2 separate regions of the Mus musculus genome follow, and region 2 is linked to region 1. A link is a contact called in public promoter capture Hi-C data. All regions are on one chromosome and are shown on one strand. Each heading gives the region's core, a stretch centred on a gene start, on an enhancer-like site or on the middle of the called end of the contact. The rest is flanking DNA. Distances are from core to core; before and after follow the strand shown. Region 1 has its middle 27 kb from the start of Gldc. Region 2 holds the start of A1cf (APOBEC1 complementation factor).

What was found. Promoter capture Hi-C pulls out the DNA fragments that hold promoters and counts their contacts.
Region 2: a promoter capture Hi-C map of liver shows a contact between it and region 1, with 2.8 times the contacts expected there. The contact joins the promoter of A1cf here to the enhancer-like site in region 1. A contact is called at or near these places in 4 of 39 promoter capture datasets (the 3T3-L1 cell line, the HPC-7 cell line, liver and 1 more).

The regions. Positions count from the first base shown.
Region 1 is chr19:30,199,197-30,205,357 of GRCm38.p6, reverse strand. No RefSeq gene overlaps it. Among named protein-coding and RNA genes, the nearest start is that of Gldc, 27 kb to the right of the region's middle. Within about 2 kb of position 3,012, at least 11 of the 459 cell types and tissues checked have an H3K27ac peak or open chromatin away from gene starts, as enhancers often do. A contact at or near this core is called in liver, where this site is marked.
Region 2 is chr19:31,866,233-31,872,393 of GRCm38.p6, reverse strand. A1cf (APOBEC1 complementation factor) reads right to left here and starts at 3,581. Exons shown (of 12, transcript NM_001081074.2): 1 at 3,535-3,581.

The DNA of each region.
Region 1 (6,161 bases), core at 1,763-4,262:
CCCAATAGGACCCACCTAGAAGTGTCCTTATGTAAATGCATACTCACATATATACAGACACATAAGCATATCTTCTACTGAGGCAAAATAAACAAGAGGTAATTGTAGCTTCACTGTAGTGAATGGATCATGGATCCTTAATCTCGTTTCTCTTTATTCTCGTTCATGTTTTCAACAGCAATTTCCTTTTTAAATTTTCTTTTGTATTTATTGATATTGTTGTATATATTCGAGTCCTTTGCCTGAATGTGTGTATGTGATACACAATACCAGCAGTGCCTGCAGTAGCCAGCAGTGGGTGTTGGACCTCTTGGAACTAGAGTTGTAAATGGTTGTTAGCAAGCATGTGGGTGCTGGGAACCAAACCCAGGCCCTGTGCAAGAGCAACAAGTGCTCTAACTGCTGAGCCATCCAGCCCCTCAACAACTATTTCTTAAGTACACCGAGAGCGAGGCATTAAGTGTGAGCCACTCTCTCAAAACCCAAAACCAGCTCGAGACAGAGGGTGGCTGATCTGTGCGTGCTTTAAAAGCTTTTGTTGTAAAACCATCTGCTGAGGCCCTGAGTTTGGTTCATAGAACCACCATGGTGGAAGGAGAGTACCAGCTTCCACATGCACACACACACACACACACACACACACACACACACACACACATATGTGGATCTCTGTGAGTTCCAGACCAGCCTGATCTACATAGTGAGTTCCAAGGCAGCCAGAGCAACATAGTGAGACCCTGTCTCAAAAGAAAAGAGGAGAGGAGGGGAGGGGTTGAGGGGAGGGGAGGAGAGGGGAGAAGAGGGTAGGGGAGGAGACACATATACACATATACATACATACATATATACATACATTCATACATGCATATGTGGGGGGTGGGCAATGTGGTATAAGTTCCTCAACTTAATTCCAGCTGTTTTTGTTTTGTTTTTTTGTTTGTTTGTTTGTTTGTTTGTTTGTTTGAGACAGGGTTTCTCTGTACATCCCTGGCTGTCCTGGAACTCACTTTGTAGACCAGGCTGGCCTCGAACTCAGAAATCCGCCTGCCTCTGCCTCCCGAGAGCTGGGATTAAAGGCGTGTGCCACCACTGCCTGGCTAATTCCAGCTGTTTTGAAAGTGAAGGGCAGGAAAGCAGGAAGATCCTGAGTTCCACACCAACCTGGGAAATGTAGTGAGACCTCCTCTTTTCTCCCCCAAGATTAACCAGATGTATTTTCCAGAAAGCCAATATTATGTGTGCATTAGAGGATAGTAGAGTTGTGATAGGCCAGATGAAAAAGCATCTAGGCACAGTTTAACAAAACACACGAAGTCCTGAGAGTGTGGGGCTAGAAAGCAAGTATCAAGTCTGGTGGAAATACATATAAATAGAGCCTGTCCCATTTTTAGACAGTGTGTTGCTATGTAGCCAGAGCTGACTGTGGCTCTTGTTAACTCATGATTCTCCTGTCTTAGTGCCATACCCTCCCAAATGCTGGGTTACAGTTAGAGACCACCATGCCAGGCTAGCAGTCATTTTTAAATATTTGTGTATTTTGAGATTCTCTTTCCTCCCTCCATCCCCTCCTACATAACCCCTGACACTGGTATTTTTCAAATCTATGGCCCCTTTTTCTTTCTTTGTTGTCCCATATATACATACGTACATAAACATACAAGATACATTTCTAAATATATAAATACAACCTGCTCAGTCCATATAATGCTACTTGTATCTATGGTGTGGGCTGACCGTTAGTATTGGATAACCAGCTGGTGTGTTCTTCCTTGGGGAAGACTATTTCTCCCATTCTAAGCATTGCTCAGCTGCCTGTAGTTCTTTGTCTAAGGTTGAGGTATCATGGGCTTTCCCCCTCCCACATTACCAGGTCTGTTGGCGCCCTCTTTGTTCAGGTCATGTTTAGGTAGCCCTGGTGGCGAAATCTCATCTCTGGCATTTCTAGAAGACACAATCTCCTAGCAAACTCCCTGTTTCTCTGGCTCTTATACTCTTTCCACCTCCTCTTCCACAATGATTCCTGATCCCTAGGGGCAGGAACTATGTTGTAGATGCCTCACTATGGACCGGGCCCCACAATGGCATTTAGGTTGATTAGAGCTCTCTATAATGTTCTCCATCTGTTGCAGAGAGGAGTTTCTTTTCTTTTTCTTTTTTTTTTCTTTTCATTTTGGTTTTGGTTTTTCGAGACAGGGTTTCTCTGTGCAGCCCTAGCTATCCTGGAACTCACTCTGTAGACCTTTCTGGCCTCGAACTCAGAAATCTGCCTGCCTCTGCCTTCCGAGCGCTGTGATTAAAGGCGTGTGCCACCACGCTCGGCTTTTTTGTTGTTGTTTTCTTTGTTGTTGTTGTTTGTTTTGTTTTGTTTTTGTTTTTGTTTTTGTTTTTGTTTTTTTCGAGACAGGGTTTCTCTGTGTAGACCTGGCTGTCCTGGAACTCACTCTGTAGACCAGGCTGGCCTCGAACTCAGAAATCCACCTGCCTCTGCCTCCCAAGTGCTGGGATTAAAGGCCTGTGCCACCACGCCTGGCAGGAGTTTTCTCAATGAGGGCTGAGCACTACACTCGCCTGTAAGTGCAAGAGTAAATAGTTAGAATATAGTTAAGGGTTTTGCTGGTTTGGTTAAGTGCATTTTCTTGCACATACAAACTGCTTAATGTGTGGAGTTTAGAGTCGGGTCTGATGAAACTGAGCAGAAGGGCCGTGACAGTTCCCCAGCCTGTCGAGCTGCCTTTGAAGATGCAGCAAGTGTTCTGATGGACGGCGACACTGTGCAGGCCACTCAACAGTCGCTGCAACCTTTCACATACAGTTCAGTCACTACCTGGGCACAACCCTAAGAGGTGGAAGTCTTTTATGGCACAGAGTCTCTGCTCTGTCTGGAAGGGTTGTGTTCCGCCTGTGACCGATGTTTTGCCCTTCCTGAGCTTTGCTGACCCTCAGTGTACTCTCCCACAGGGCTGATGGACTTGGAAGAGACGGAGAGGTGTGAATGATTAATAGGAAAGGATTCATGACGCCACGGCCAGTGAGACATTGCTGGAGCAGGGCTGTACAGATAGTGAAGGGAGCCTGTCTGCACTGAAGTGCGAGTTTTCATTTTAAAGAAAGAACATCATAAGCCAGCACTCAAGAGTTTCTGCAAAGGGGAGAGTGGAGGAAAAGAATTCTTTTCTCCTTGTTTTTGTTTTTATTTTTGTTTCTGTTTTAAGACAAAGTCATAGGCTGGCCTCTAGCTTCTACCTCCCAACTGCTGGTATTATAAGTGTATGCCACCACTTATGGTGTTTTGTTGTGGATGTTGTTTGAGTCCGGCTTTTGCTACGTATTCCTAGCTGGCTTCAAACCCAAGGCAGTCCTCCTGTCTAAGCCTCTTTCATACTGGGATTGCATGTGTGTGCTATCTTACCTAGCTTGGAAACTGTTCCTAGAAACTGAGTCCACTTCCTGCTACTTCATCAAGAGAGAGGTTTGGGAGAGTTAGGAAAGCTTTGGGGAGGCAGGGGATAGTCAGAACTGGGGAGATAGAGCTCCACGTGCTAGCCAATTTCCCTGCCGCTAACCTGCTTCCTGGGTCGCTTCTGTTTTTGGCCTAGAAAAGAAATCCTTCACATGTACCATATTTTCTTTATCCATTCTTCAGTTGATGGGCATCTGGGTTGTTCCTAGCTTCTGGCTAGTGTGAATAATGCTGCTATGAACATAATTGATCAAGTGTCCCTGTGCTATGGTGGAGAATCTTTTGAGTATATGCCCAGGAGTGGTATAGCTGGATCTTAGGGTAGAAATATTCTCAATATTCTGAGAGACCACCAAATTGACTTCCAGAGGGTTGTACAAGTTTGCACTCCCATCAGCGGTGGAGGAGTGTTCCTCTTGCTCCATATCCTGGACAGCCTGTGACCTTAGTCATTCTGACAGGTATAAGATAGAATTTAAGAGTCATTTTGATTTGCATTTCCCTGATGACTACAGATGTTGGAGATTTCTTTAAGTGCTTCTCAGCCATTAGAGATTCCTCTGTTGAGAATTCTGTTTAGCTCTGTATCCATTTTTTAAAGTGGGTTATTGGTTTGTTGCTGTCTAATTTCTTGAGTTCTTTACATATTTTGGATATTAGTCCTCCATCAGCTGTATATGGTTGGTGAAGATCTTTTTGTTGCTTGTAATTTTAAAAACATTCTTGCTGCTTTGGCTGGAGCCATACTCTTGGCTTAGCTCCGAGATCATGCTCCCACCAGCCCTAGTTCCCCACCCCCAATCCCTCTGCCAATGACCAGTTGGCCTTTCTTTCCCAGGAACTGCAATTGCTCCCCTAGTCCCTCATGGCTAGCTCCACCAGATACCAACAACCACCCCAGCTGCCCACTTTCTCCTCCTGCTCACCTTAGTGTCATGGATGAAAAACACTAGGCAGTTTTATTATTTTAAAACTAGCCAGACAACTCAATGGCTGGGTAAAGAATTTCCTGCCCTAATCTTATCAGCTAGCTCCCTCCATCCTCCTTGCCCCCTCCCCCTCTAGGAGGAAGCTACAAACTCTAGAAGCTCAAATACCTACATGTCTGTTGCTTCCTTCTTGCTCCAAAGCCTGGTCTGAAAACTTTTTTCTGCATCCTTTCTCCTCTTCTTGTGATCTGGGAGTCCCACCTTTTACCCTTCACCCAGCAATTAGCTTCTGCCTCCTTTATTGACACAATCAAGATCCAATTAGGGAATTGACACCTCCCTCTACATCTTTTCACATTCTCTAGGCTGCCATTTTGTCCTATTGATGGTGTTCTTTGCCTTACAGAAGATATTCAGTTTAGTGAGGTCCCATTTATTAATTGTTTATCTTAGTGCCTGAGCCATTGGTATTCTGTTCAGGAAGTTGTCTCCTGTGCCAATGTGTTCAAGGCTATTCCCCACTTTTTCTTCTATTAGGTTTAGTGTATCCAGTTTTATGTTGAGGTTTTTTGATCCATTTGGACTTGAGTTTTGTGCAAGGTGATAAATATGGATCGATTTGCATTCTTCTACATGCAAACATCCAGTTAGACCAGCACCATTTGTTGAAGATGCTTTCTTTTTTTCCTTTGTATTGTTTTGGCTTCTTTGTCAAAAATAAAGTATCTGTAGGTATGTGGATTTTAAAAATGTGGTAGATTTATACAATGTAATATTACTCAGATATTAAAAACAAAGACATCGTGACATTTGCAGGCAAATTGATGGATCTAGAAAATGTCATCCTGAGTGAGATAACCTAAACCCAGAAAGGCATGCATGCTATGTACTCACTTATAAGTAGACATTAGCCATAAATTACAGGCTAAATATGCTATAATACATAGATTCAAAGAAGCTAAGTAACAAGGAGGGCCTAAGGGGTGATGTTTGAATCTCACTCAGAAGGGGAAATAAAATAGGCATTGGAGGTGGATGGAGGGAGGGAACTGAGTAGGAGATTGGGTAAGGAGAAGAACAGGGATGGGGATCAGGTGTGGGGAGAAGAGGTGGGGAAAGGCTGAGAGAGAGAATGGACTCAGTGGGGAGGGCATCTCTGGGACTAGCCAGAAATCTGAGGTGGAGAGGCTCCTGGGAGTCTATGGGGGTAACTCTCGATGAGACTCCTAACAGCTGGAGATATGGAGACTGAAGTGTCCTCCTCCTGTAGCCAGGTGGAACTTCCAGTGGAGGGAGGGGGACACCAACCCACCCATAAAGGCTTCCACCCAAAATTTGTCCTGCCTACAAGATGTACAGGGGATAAAGATGGAGCAAAGATTGAGGGAATGGCTAACCAATGACTGGCTCAACTTGAGATCCATCTCGTGTGAGAGAGCCAACGCCTGACACTATTAATGACACTCTGCTATGCTTGCTGACAGGAGCCTAGCATAACTGTCTTCTGAGAGGCTTCATCTAGCAGTAGATGGAAACAGATGCAGAGACCACTGCCAAACATCAGGTAGAACTTGGGAGTCTTGTGAGAGAGTCAGGGGAAGGACTGAAGGAGACAGAGGGGTCAAGGACACCACAGAAGACCTACAGAAACAACTAACCTGGGCCCATAGAGACTCACAGAGACTAAACCGCCAACCAAAAAAAACATGCATAGGCTGGACCTAGGCCCACTACAAATTTGTTACATATGTGCAGTTTGGTCTTCGTGTGGA
Region 2 (6,161 bases), core at 2,332-4,831, 1.7 Mb before region 1:
ACCAATTATCAGTGTGTGACTATATTTTAGTCTTTTATTTGGAGTCATCAGAAATATTCAACACAAAACTTTGGTTGTATTAAATTAAAATGATCAGCCCTAAATTTATTCAAGTAATGCCATATGGTCTGAGTCGGTTGTATTTATATATTTAAGAATATCTATCTATCTATCTATCTATCTATCTATCTATCTATCTATCTATCTATCTATCTATCTATTTCTCTCTATCTATCTATCTATCTATCTATCTATCTATCTATCTATCTATCTATCTATCTCTATCTGTCTGTCTGTCTGTCTATCATCTATCTATCTATCTATCTATCTATCTATCTATCTATCTATCTATCTATCATCTTCCCACCCTACACACTCACACACACACACACACACACACACACACACACACATATATACAGGTCATATATTTGAGTAAGAGCAATGGGAGGAACTTGGGAAGGATCGAGAGGAGGAAAGGGAAGGGAAAAATGACGAAATTTGAAAAATAAAATTCTAAATAATCTTAAAAGCCATAGCCTGTTTGGAATAGGGTTGATGGCTTAAAATGATAAATCATCTTTCCTGATCCATTTGGCAGTAAATATTTGTTAATGATAACTGACTAGATTTGCAGTCTTAAGCTAAGGGACAGATGGGTTTTGATGTTGAATATGCATGGTCACCTCTAGAGTGAGGCTTCTCTTCCAACTGCCTTTCCTGAGGAAGTTTGGACTGTTGGAGTTGCACTTGAGAGAAACCTAGTTACTGTGTCCATGGATAAGATAAAGCAGTGTTTATCCTCTGTCGATCAATACTGTCTTGTTTGAACTTTCTGAGTCGTGTACAGGCACATGTGGTAATGAAAGCCATTGGGCAATAGTACCCAAAGTATTACCCAGCATTCTAAAGGGATACCAGAGTTTTTTGATAGCTACTGAAATAGTTTTTAAACCATCTGTCTGTGTAATAAAGTTAACATGTACAGTGTCAGAATGTCAGAGTGTGAAACTATAGATGTCAATACAGACATGTTGAATTTTTAGTAGCAGCTTTGAGAAAGTCTCTAAAATGAAATTTATCCTGTTTGTAGTTTTGTGTGTGTGTGTGTGTGTGTGTGTGTGTGTATGTGTACAGGTTCCAAAGAAGTGCGGTGGCTTTTGTAAATAATGAGTTTCTTTATTTATATAGTTTTCTATTTTAATGGAATTGTTTTGAGAAAGCTAGTGGGTGGTAAGTTTAAGTTTTTCTGAAAAAAAAATGTTATTAATGGGACCATGGTAGAAGAGGTCAACTGGTTCCTAAGCACCAGTGCTCTACTTAATAATATTTATAATGTCCTGTAGGCACATCACACATCCATTTCACATCCGAGGAATCTGAGATCTCAGGAACTCAAGTAATGTGCACAGCTTCACAGGCCAGGGAGGTCTGGGGTAACTGTTCCAGCCTGATTATGTCTGTAAAAGAGTATGGCACTCTTTCTGGGATTAATTTTAAAGCCTTTAATCTAAGCATGGCTTTGTGGAGGATTGTGAAAGAATGTGATTTCTTGGAAGGTTTGGCTGAGATCAATCCAAATGTGGAGATTTCCATTGATCTGCGCATTGCAAATAGGCATGGGCTGCAAAAATATTTTACTCTTAGCCTGTAGCCTAACGAGTAAAATTTTGGAGAGATGCTGATAGACAAATGCTCCTGGAGGAAGAAGTTCTCTCTAAAGGAAGGTTAGGAAACTGCATTACTTGTTCTTTTGGCTAGTCCCAATGATAAACACCCATGTACACAGAGTGAATCCTAGTGACAGGGTACAGAGCACCCATGTGCTCTGCAAGTAGACCGCCTGACTGCGTAACCTGGCTATGTCACTTGCCTTTAACATCAAGTCTGTTAAATAATTTGTCTGAGCCTCAATCTAATAACAGTATGATATATAGTAGTATAGTATAATGATAGTATTAGCCTCATACGGGTATTCTAAGAATAACATGAATTTAAACTTAGAACATGTGCTTAGAAATGTGCTTGGTAATCTAACACTTAACAATGATTACTGTTACACTGAAGAGCACCCAGATGGTAAGATGGCCTGCTCTCTGTTGTCTTACTCAGCTCATTTGATTGACTGTTGGAGACGCATGTTTGTGACTCCCTATGCTCCTCAAGTGCAGTAGAGGTAATGTTGATATTGAAACATCACAGGTTAACTTGTCTAGTTAAAATGGCTACCCAAGATTTTGGATCCATTATGGTGTTCTGTGAGTGTCACTTAAAACAATCTGTTTGTAGCCAACTGTATTTTATCTTTCCCCTATATTTAATCCATAGTAAATTGGAGCATCAAGCTGTATGCACTTTCTTAAGCTGAGAAGTACCACTATTATTCCAGAAAACATGGTCTTAAAAATAAACCAGGTGTGTCTACTTCTCTGTGTCAGCCAGGGAACTCCTGATTGTTTGGACAGGTAAGTGACTTCCCTTTTATCTCCAGATTCCATTCCCTGACAGTACATGCTGCTGCCTTTTACTTTAGTGTTTCAAGCTAGACCAACTCAATTTGATTCTCCTAAATTACAACTCGAGTGGGAATTTACTAATATTTGGCTTACAAAACGTTAATCTCCTAGGATGCACAAATGATTTCTCAGTTTTCATGGAGACTTCCATCCGTACCTTGCACTAGTACAGAAATGTGTTTCATGGGGCTGCTTGATGGCTTGCTTTATTTATAGTGAACCAACACTGGCTCTTCAGGCAGAGAGTTGAGGTTTCTTATAGGACAGAAAATGCCCTGATCTATTTCCCACTTTAGAGCCATTGTATTTTGGCTCTTAGTTATCTTTTAGGTGCGAGAAAAATGATATTGCAAAAATACATGTGCTGTGCTGGTTGCTTAGTCTGTGAAAGCAATCTAATAAATAGACACTTCAGGGTTGATATTTAACACACTCAAAACACACACTTTTCCATAATGTTTTCTTTCCTTGCTAGACTCAAAAGAAAGTAGCTTAGGATATTATTTTTGGTTAGCAGGCTAATAGCAGAAGAAATAGCAAGAATTTATCCTGATTTTTTTTTATAATGTAGTAGCACACAGAAGTTAATTGAATAGGTGGTGTCTAAAGTATTAGAGGATACACAGAACTCAGAAGGCTGTGGGAGATGTGAAACTATGTCTTAATCACATTTCTGTTGTCGGGTCCTAGAGATCAGGACAGACAGTGAAACACAGCTCTCCCCAACAGCTAGCTGGAGGTTAGGTTTGCAGCACATGGGCTCCACTTGTGAACCCACGGATGACTCCACTTCCCACAAGTTGTGGAAGCATACCCACTCAAGAAGTATACCATGAAATTTATCCCCGCTCAGTCTAAGACACTGTTTAGCTTTCCGGTTGGTTTCATTCCCAAACGACGACAATTCTCTGCATTAGGCTCAGAGATAGTTAAGAGCACAAGTTGTTTTCATGCAATCTACCAGACACTACAACCCAGAATTGAAACAGAAAATACAAACAAAAAGCATGGGCCATACCTGAGCAATTTCTGAGGTTCCCCACCCGGAAAAGGTTCCTTGATTATGGCGAATTCAGCATGCCACTTTGGTTATATTCTAATCATCGTATCAAACTCCAAAGGTTCAGTGGCTGTAGGTTTGGTTTACAATTCCCGGGAGTTAAAGTTTAACTCACCCTGTCTCTTGCATCCACGCAGCCCTTTGACCAGGTAATTGGGTCACTATGGCCTGAACAGAAGCTCCAAAACTGTCTTCCTGCCTTGTTTACAAAATGGAAATGTATTTCGTATTACAACCACCGGGGTCAATAAGATTTTGAATCTAGATTATGAACATAAATGTTAAAGTTAAATTCATTCCATTTTAGATAACTAAGCTTCGCTTTACATTGTCACCCTGTTTATTTGCTATGTCGAAGTGATATACTAGGGAAGGTAATCTGGGAGACCCTGTTGTTGTGCCACACAGTCTTCTATTGCGATTGTGCATGGAGTAAACTGTAGAGTTTTAGGTCAAGTATGTAGATAAACGCTGGTTTTCCAACAGAAAATACAAAAAGCATTTATATAACCAAGTAGCTGAATTCAGGCCAGATCAGGTTGGGAAAACATTTCACTTCGTAGGATTTGCTTGTTCAGATTTGAAGAGGGAGCTTGCTCTTATGTAAGAGCCAGTGCTGTTGTTCATTGCTTGAAATCTCAGCAGTTGCTGTGCTTCTTAAAGAATAGATGACTTGTATTTTATAAAAATGTAAACTCTATCATTAAATTATGCAGCATGAGCACCAGTCTAAATAATAAACCTAAAAGGATTTTAAAAATCTGTTTATAAGATAAAAAGAACAAACCCCCTTACTTTTGAGTGATTTTTCTTTTTCTTTTCCTTTTCCTATTTTATTTTTTACATTCAAGGCTTGCAAAACACAGGCTGTAAAACTGGAATTAAGGAATACATTTCATTGGCTTCAGGTCAAGTAAGAAGAGCTTAATTTCCCAGAAGCCAACTTTGGTCACTTTTATCTGTAGCAAAATGTGAATGATCAAGGGATGCCACCATTGATGAGTTTTTTTTTTTTTTTGATTAGAGAGGAGATTAAAGATCTATTTATTGCAGTTGTCATTCTGCCTACAGCTTTACTCTTCATTGATTTACATTTCTTTCCAGTGAGTACACACCTGTCCTAACAAAAGCACCTCTAGAATTATTGATTTGCCCTGGAATTGTGCTTATGGAGAGTCAGCTAGGGCTACCAGTCACTGTTTCTCACATACGGACATTCAAAACTAAATGTCTCTACTTATTTCTTCTAGGGAATGGAACTGTTCACCAGAAACCTTGTTAGTTTTCCTAAGAGAAGCTCAACCAAGGCTTGTCTGGCTTCCCAGTGAGTGAGGAATTATTTGAGTCTGATCCTACAAAGAATTGTTGATATTGAGAGGCTGAAGGTCCTGGCAGCAGAGGGTCCTGATTGTGTGGTAGGTGGCTGGACTGTGGTAAGTGATATATATATATATGAAAGCAGGACCCTTTAGGTAGTTGGTGGAGACAGAAAAACATAACACACACACACGCACACACGCACACACACACAGGGAGAGAGAGAGAGAGAGAGAGAGAGAGAGAGAGAGAGAGAGAGAGAGAGAGAGAGGAGATAGATGATAGAAAGACAGACAGACAGGAAGAAAGAAAGAAAGAGAGAAAGGTAGATAGGTAGATAGAATTCTTCCTTCCTTCCTTCCTTCCTTCCTTCCTTCCTTCCTTCCTTCCTTCCTTCCTTCTTTCTTTCTTTCTTTCTTTCTTTCTTTCTTTCATATTTATTTTATTTATATGAGTACACTGTAGATGTCTTCAGACACACCAGACGAGGGCATCAGATCCTATTACAGATGGTTGTGAGCCACCATGAGGTTGCTGAGAATTGAACTCAGGACCTCTGGAAGAGCAGCCAGTGCTCTTAACTGCTGAGCCCTCTCTCCAGCCTGATAGGAATATTTCTTAACAACCTCCCTTTCGGTTCAAACTATCCCAAGTTTAAAGTGCTTCCTTTGGCTAACTCACGGAGTGGCACAGCTGAGCAGGGTAGGGAACGGTTTACTTCCTGACTGTCCACTGACTGCCTCTACCCAGCATCTCTGCCCAAGACACAGCACTAGAAAAAGATCCAAATTTAAAATTCAAAGTATGATCTTTCCTGGAATGCATGTCACTTTTACAGCAGCCAGGAGTTAGAGTTATCCAAGTGGAGCCAGTGTGAGTAATGGATGAGCAGGTTTAACCAGCACCCCACTTCAGGTTGTTCTAACTGCGCACCCCACTTCAGGTTGTTCTAACTGCGCACCCCACTTCAGGTTGTTCTAACTGCGCACCCCACTTCAGGTTGTTCTAACTGCGCACCCCACTTCAGGTTGTTCTAACTGCGAACCCACTTCAGGTTGTTCTAACTGCGCACCCCACTTCAGGTTGTTCTAACTGCGCACCCCGCATCAGGTTGTTCTAACTGTGCACCCCACTTCAGGTTGTTCTAACTGTGCACTCCACTTCAGGTTGTTCTAACTGTGCACCCCACTTCAGGTTGTTCTAACTGCGCACTGGGCGGCTTCAATGGAGGCTGGACTTCCAAAATCAGGTGCTGACAGGATCTCTTT